Regions from separate parts of the Triticum aestivum genome. Here region 2 is linked to region 1. The links are chromatin contacts, called in public Hi-C maps. All regions are on one chromosome and are shown on one strand. The core of a region is the stretch at or near the end of the contact, and the rest is flanking DNA. Distances in the headings are between cores, read along the strand shown.

Evidence for each region. Hi-C and Micro-C count contacts between places; a contact is called where the count stands out from the background.
Region 2: a Hi-C map of root shows a contact between it and region 1, with 10 times the contacts expected there. The contact joins the promoter of LOC123155770 here to the promoter of LOC543390 in region 1. A contact is called at or near these places in 5 of 5 Hi-C or Micro-C datasets (leaf, root and an unstated tissue).

What each region holds. Positions count from the first base shown.
Region 1 is chr7B:71,511,176-71,514,903 of IWGSC CS RefSeq v2.1, forward strand. LOC543390 (sucrose synthase 1) reads right to left here and starts at 2,055. Exons shown (of 16, transcript XM_044577280.1): 1 at 1,839-2,055; 2 at 918-1,028; 3 at 459-579; 4 at 230-381; 5 at 1-140. The coding sequence starts at 1,012.
Region 2 is chr7B:71,707,030-71,710,763 of IWGSC CS RefSeq v2.1, forward strand. LOC123155770 (phosphoinositide phosphatase SAC3) reads right to left here and starts at 1,923. Exons shown (of 16, transcript XM_044573903.1): 1 at 1,462-1,923.

The DNA.
Region 1 (3,728 bases), core at 805-3,304:
CCTTGTCCTGGAACAACTTGGAAGACAGGTGACGGTTAAGGAACTGCACCCCGTTTCCGATGGACTTGGACATGGAAGGGCGCGGGAAGGAGGCATTGAAAGGCTCAAAATCAAGCTCTAGCACAAACTTGCTGCTGGCACTGTTGTCAAGAAAAATACAGAAGGTTATTCACTACAAGTAGAATGTGCAATTCACCTACAAGTGCTAAGATTTGATCCAGAAACTTACTGCTCGTCGACAAGCTGCTCCTTGAATGCTAAGTATTCAGAAACAGTCAGCTCTTCCACAGCGAGCTCACTAACATTCACCCGAATGTAGTCCCAGACACCAGGCCTGGGCCTGATGGCAAGTGCAACCCATGGGGGCAGCACAATTGCTTCCTACATTTACATCAAGGAAGGAAATTAGAATGAAATTCAACTGGCAGGCACTTGAGCAGGAAAGTCGCCGATGTTACCTGCGCAGCACGGAGGATGTCCTCAAACGGTGCATACTTCTCCTTGTCGGATTCGAACAGGGCGTCAAACTCAGCAAGCAGCTGGTGGCGCTGAAGCATGCCCTTGCCCTGGTGAACATACCTGCAAAGAGTGGTACTTTTCAGAAAAAGAAAGAGTTCTGCACCTTATATTCCTCCTACAGCTGAACTATGTGAGCAGCACTACCCTGTCTACCAGATTATACTGAAGTCTGCCTAAGAAGAAACAGCATTTCAACATGATCTAAGAAACTACAACAACAATTATGGAACTGAGGGAGTATCAATGATATGCATGCATCACCTTCTAATGCTGATTTTGATGTGCTAAAAATTAATTAAAGATAGGGATGAAATTTGCACCATGTCAACATGTTTTGGTAGCATAACAGAGATTAGTTAGCTTCACATACAGGTAGACATATGTTTTGAGATCCTCACCTGGAAAAGAGTGCAATGAGCTCATTGGGATGGGAGGAGAAGGTGGCACCAAGGCGCTCCCTGAGGCTGTGGAGGCGGGTCAGCTTGGCAGCCATGGCTCAGGTCACAAAACTGGAGAGCAGGGTAAAGATCAGCAGTCAGCCTTGGAGAATCAGAACATTTACTTGCCCAAGAACCACAAGTCAACAGCCACTAGGATATCAACACTAGTCATATTACTGCATCACGCAAAAAAAAAAATACTACTGCAAATCAAGACTAATCAGAGGTGAAACATTTAGCAAGACTGGTAAAATCTCACAGATCGAAGAAATCAAAGTAACGCAAAGGTAAAGCGAGCATTAATCTTGCGCCTAACTTAACCAAGCACCGATTCCACACCAAACCAGTCGTTCTCTGAAGATGTTTCTGAAGAGAAAAAAGGGGCAAACTTGAGCAAGTGGGTTTACAGTTTTTTTTAGATCATCCATGCGATTAAGGCCGCAAAATGGCAGACAAAACCGAGACACATTTCTCAGGCAAGATCCCAGGCTAACCAAAAACTTCTCCCTGACCAAAAATCTGCTAAAGATGGCTCTAAAATTTTCTAACTGGCTCAGGGTAAAAATTTGGGGGAAAAGACGAGGAAGAGTACGCTCAGGAACCGTGCGAGGAATCTAGGAGGGATTCGGAGCAGAGAAGCCGAAAAACGCGTCAGCAAGGACCGGCGCGGGATTGAGGTGACGACCCACCAGAAACGAACCGCAAGACGTGCAAGAAACCCCCGAGAAAAACTAGCGCAGCAAGAAACCAGCGATCAAAGCGAGTGACTACCAGATTTCCGGCGAGATTAGCTACGAATCCGAGCAAAAGCACACCCAAGATGAGAGCACGGGGGGGTGGAAGGAACTGTGCTGACACCAGAGGCGCGGACAGACATACCAATGGGGAGGCAGTGCAGGGGAGAGGCCAAACGGAGGAGGGTTTCTGCAAGATCCAGGAGGACAAATAAATAGGCAAAACCCAAACCCCCAGTGGTGACCGCATTGGAGGGACAGGTGGTGGCTAGCTAGCTAGAGTGGTATTGGTATTGGTATTGGTAGGGCCGCCTCAGCTCACAAGCTGACATGACAGACATAGTGGATAACACCGAACTATTCTTCTGCCAAATTACAAAATACTGGCGGTACCTATCTAATGGGGTCACTAATTGCGCAAGGATCCAGTTAGCATATGCTGTGCCGTCTAATGGCTGCTTTTCCCTAAAGTGCCAAGCTTTTTTTTTTGGGAGAGAGCATAAACTGCTGCAGGTCGATCGATTTGGACAGGTACAGGTGCAGTGGACTCAATGACTGGATGGGGAGAGCGGATGGGTTCAATCGATGCAAATATCAAATTGGATTAGGTGGCGAAGAGGGAAAAAGTTTGGGATTTGACGGCGACGGGCCTAATTTACCTAGCTATCACCGGCACACGCAATGAGATTGTCGTAGAAGAAAAGCAAGGGGATTTCTTCACCCTGCACTAACGAGTGGGGCCCTGCCGCAACAACACAAATCCACAATCTAGAAGCTTGGTCTACAATCCGGAGGCCAGTGGGCACCCGGAGGAGAGAGCGTAAAGGGCATGTGCCGAAATGATGGGGAAACACCAAGGAGGTGGTGGGTTTTGACGGATGCCAACCAAGTGGCAATTTCTTTAGAGGTAGTAATAGCAGATGATCTCTATAGTAGTAGCACAATGGACGGAGCATAAAATGGAAAGTTGGTAGGAATAATCTTTCTGCGGAGAAAAGCAGCGGCTCTTGTTCTTGCGAAAGGAGAAATGCACTTGAGATGCCCGTCCGGACAGCGAGGCCGCGTCGGCGATGCCGGGACAGCCCTACGTTCCGAACAAGAAACAGGCAGAGGGCATCGCATCTCTTTCGGTCGTTAGAAGAAAAAACAACGAAGATGCCAAGAAGAAAGTGTGTTCTGCTTCCATGATAGAAAACCCACCCAGAACCAAAACCGAACAGAGGTTCTGCACTGCATACAAACTCTAACGGACCGGCATTGCGCCGAACAGAGGGAATAGCCAGGGCACATTACCTTGGCAAGAACACGCCACGAACGAACTCGACGGAAGGGAGCAAGATGAATGGCTTGTGTGGCAGATGACGGGGATGGGAATGTGATGAGGTGTGGATTGCAGGTTGCAGGAGGGTGCGCGTTTTATAGTGCCCAGAAAGAAATTAATCCTGGCCTGCGCAGCAAGCCATGGACGGACGACGGGCCGTGGTTTTGGATTAGGACGGATTTAATTGCATTCCATTGTTTCAGTTCCCATGGGCGCCGACCCGACCGAAGGATGGAAAGCGCGGCGACTCACATGGTAACTGATCCAAAACCGCGGAGGCGGCTTCCGGTTTTCGCACGATCCCCGCCTCGTTTCTTGGTTTTTTATTACCACCCGTACCTCGAGCTCGAGGGTGGCCGTGACTTTTCGTTTCTTGCGGGGTCGATCAGCGCGATTGGTTGGCGGGGCTTTCTGAAACCGCTGGTGGGTTTTTGTTAACTTTTCTTTGGGGGCAGGAAAGAAAAGTAGCTTTCGTTCGTTCGTTCGTTCGCGGCTGTGTCTTTCCACGAGAGCTGCTGCACAGCTGCGGCCTGCGGGTGGCGTGCCTGTTTCTGTTTGTGTGTATGGACGGGACTGCTCTGCAGTTCGCGGGCCAGACCGTCTCGATTTCGTGCGTGCGGCAGGTGAACGTTGCTTCTTTGAAATAACTCGTGAGCAGCCATATGTACGTGCTTCTGGATCGTCCCACGCGATTTTGGTTTCTCATTCAAGTCC
Region 2 (3,734 bases), core at 673-3,172, 200 kb after region 1:
TTACTTGCATCATGTTATATGATGTCAATAAAACTACAACTACCTCTTTTCCAAGATAGATGATGTTTGGAACACGTCCATTCAAACTTGTCATATATCACATTAATGGATTAAAATATACAACAGTTAGGTGCAAATCATACCATAAGGTTTGTCATGAAAAATAGTTGCACAAATTTATCTGTCAATTTTTACAAAAAATAATGGTCAAACATACACGCCGCACAATGGGCAGAGTAAAAAAAAATCCTCTACTTCAGAATAACAAATGTCCAAAGTGTGGGCATTCACACCGGAAACGAGCAAATATCCTGCAAAACCTCAAAATAAATAGTGTTTATTTAGCATTGACTGACTCCCAATTGGCCAACAGTGGTATTTTTGCACCATAGGATCAGAGAACCGGACGGCTCCTCCATTCCGCTAGCTCTACTGCCACGAAGACTGGAGGCGATAAAGCATTTCCTCGAAACCCCCAAGCCTTTGGTGATACATACCCCCAGACCCTAACTCCCCAACTCGCATCACCTTTGCATCAACCTTGCTATGGCTGCGAAACCGCATCCCCTACCCTGCCAGCTCTGACTCTAACCCGTCTCCCCTCCACTCAGCACCACCACATCTACATCGTCGCAGTCTTTGGCACAGGCTAGCCAGACTCGAAGAAAATGGGACAAGAAGAGACGAATTTTTTTTGGCTATTCAATTGTTGCCAAATTGAAAATAAGTCTGCAGTAAGCTAGCAGTTTGGTAGATAAGCAGTAAGAGATCACACAAAAGCAGCAGTGAGTAAATATTGAAAATAAGATTTAGAAACTAAAAGAAAAGGCATAAGGCTCTCGTCCTGGAATCAAAACTCCAACACTAACCTACAAAGCTATTTAGAAACAAAGAAAGCCTCCTCCATTTTGTAACCAGAGATGAACAAAACGCAACAGGAGAAACACAATTCCGTATCTCCCGGCACGGAATGGAACAACACCATCACACAGGCAGCTCTGGAAACTTCATAAGCACCTCTCGCGACAGTCAGCCTGTACCCCCCCCCAACCCCAAGCAAACCAAAATCACGAGCACAGGTCGTGAACGCAATTCCCAATCACAGAAGTGTCACGGAATGATCCCAAGCAAACCCATATCACGAGCAGCTGCAGCTGATTGACATCAGGATCGCAATTCCGAATCTCGGCCTCGGCCGTGGCAGCATGGAGGCCATCCAGATTCCAGGCGAGTCACAACCCGTGCCGTCGTCCACAGTCGAAGCCACGCGCGACGGCAGCCCCCTACCGAAACAAACGACCCGGTAGCTCGGCCATTTCCGGAACCACACGCTCGCCCGCCCGCCCGCCCGCCCGAAGCTCGCGCGGGGCGGGTCGCGGAATCAAGCATCAGCAAAGCAGGAGGCAACCAGAGGAGGAACGGCGTGGCAGGCAATGTGATTTTGGGGGGCGAGGCGCTCACCGAGTCGGTCTCGTACAGCTCGAAGCTCTCGAGGCAGCTCGCGTCCGCCTCCGCCCCCGCTTGCGCCATGGCGGGCCGAACGAACGGATTTCCCCCGACGCTGGCCGGCTGGGCCTGAACCGCCGCCGCGGGGCAGATCAGAGCCCCGCCGCCCCCCGCAGGGACCCTAAATCCGCGCCGCCCGGCAGCTTGAGGTAGAACATTCCCCCGGGGAGCCCGCGCGGATCACGGCGTCAGCAGCGCCCGCGCGGCAGAATTCAGAGCACGAGGGAGGCTTCCCTTGCCGCGGCGAATGGCCGCGCCCTCGGGGTTGGATCCGAGGAGCTCGCGAGCGGCCTCGGCGCGGTGGCGGGGTGGGGGAAATCTGCTGGGGAGGCGGAGGAGGGAGAGGGAGGTGGTGGTGGTGGTGAGGGAGGCCGTGGAGAGAAGGGAAGAGGAGATGATTATTTTCGCCTGCCCTCCCTCCCTCCCCTCTTTCTTTTCTGTTGGTGCGTTGGAAAAAATCCGTGAGGCGTGGTCAGGTCAGGTCAGGCCAGGCAGGGGGTAGAGGAGGGGCAGAGAGGGTGAGCTGGCCCGGCCTTATTGGGTCCGGTATTCTGGTTTTTTTTTAAAAACCTGTTAGATTATGTCATGTGTATACTTTTCAATTTTTGTAGTAGAAGCTTCTAGCTGTGGCATTGGGTTGTCTCTAGCTGTTCGAGTTTTATTGTCAGCGTGTTTCTTTATATATATCCCTTAAATGCTGGGGAAAAGCCGTTTGAGACGATGCTTTGGCGGAAGAAAAGCGAGATATTATGAGCCTTTAGGGTGGAGAAAAATGATTCTCTGGCAACATCATAATAAAAATGACAAAAGAAATTGCGGTGGGTGTGATTTGAGGCTACACAAGACGTATAATATGACAATATGATGCCGGTGCATGCATTATTAGCCCATTTAAGCAGTTGCTGTTATTTTAAAAAGGGAGGGGAGGGGAGGCAGCGCAGGGCATATTCGGGGTGAAGGTGACAAGACGGTGGCTGATTGGCGCCGAAAAACGTGGCTGCAAATCCTCCACCTGCCTGCCCGCCACCCCTGGCAGCGCCGGGCCGGCCGGGCGGAGCCGCCGGCCGAGTCCGACGGCGGCGTCCGGCGGCAGCGGTTTGGCGGAGCACGGGCGGAAGGCGGAGCGTACGGGCAACGGCCTCGGCCAGGAATGCGCCACCGGTATTTGCTTGTACGCCATATAGTTCGCAACGTGCAAAATGCCAGTCAATAGCCAAGATAAGCACGCACATAACCGACCAGTCCACGGCCCTCGGGAGCAATCTACTGACGGGAATTGAGCAGCTCTGTTGTGTCCAGGGAGGGAGAAAGGGAAGGGAGAGCGCTCTCCTCTCGCGTGTTCCCGTCGCCGGCACGCGTTGCCTCGCGTGGACGCGACCGAGCGCGCGCGCGCGGTGGAGCGACGTGGGGCGGCCCGGTTGGCGCTCGCGCCCTCGGCCCGGGCGCCGGGTCTCTGGTGGTGCATTTTACAAAGCGCGAATGATTGGGGGGGCGGGGGTCGCCCGGCCAACGGGGGAGCGCCACGGCGCCGCGGATCCGGTTCCTCGGCCGGCCGGCGACGTCGCTGTCCTTGTTTTTTTCTCTGCTCTCTCGTCCCGAGCCGTTTCCGTTGCTGGGCGGTTGGTCTCGTCCCGCGTCCCGCGCGGAACAGCCGACCGCTGGATAGACCGACCGACTATGCATGGACGATTTGTCGCCACCGAACTTCTTTTTTTCATTTGGAGCGGTGTAATCAACTAGGAGCACCCCTACGCTACGATGAACTGTTGCTTACGTGCTGTGCATCGGTCGACGACGGGGCTGGTAATAGCATCTCCAATCAGGTCCGTCGCCGCTGAGCTAGGGGAATAGATAGAACGAGTGCACCTAAGATGAACTGTTGCTTACAGGTCGCCGACTAAGGGCATCTCTAGCCGATCCCATAAAAGCTCTCCATACTTTTTGGCTATTCGAATAGATCATGCATATCGGTCCGCCAGTAAAGAAAATACACGGCGTCCTGGATATGCGGCCCCTCTGCCGCTAGATATGCGGCACCGGCGCATTTAGGGTTAGTCCCCCGGATCCCCTCCGCCACCGGATTAGATTTGCTCCGGCGAGAAATTATGTCATCCTCTCCTCTGCTTTTCCCCCTTCTTCACAAGATCGATGGCCGATGGTGCTGGTGGAAGCCATGGCAGCCCCGTCGTGTTGCCTCCGAGCAAGTGCAGGCAACACCATGCGGAGGC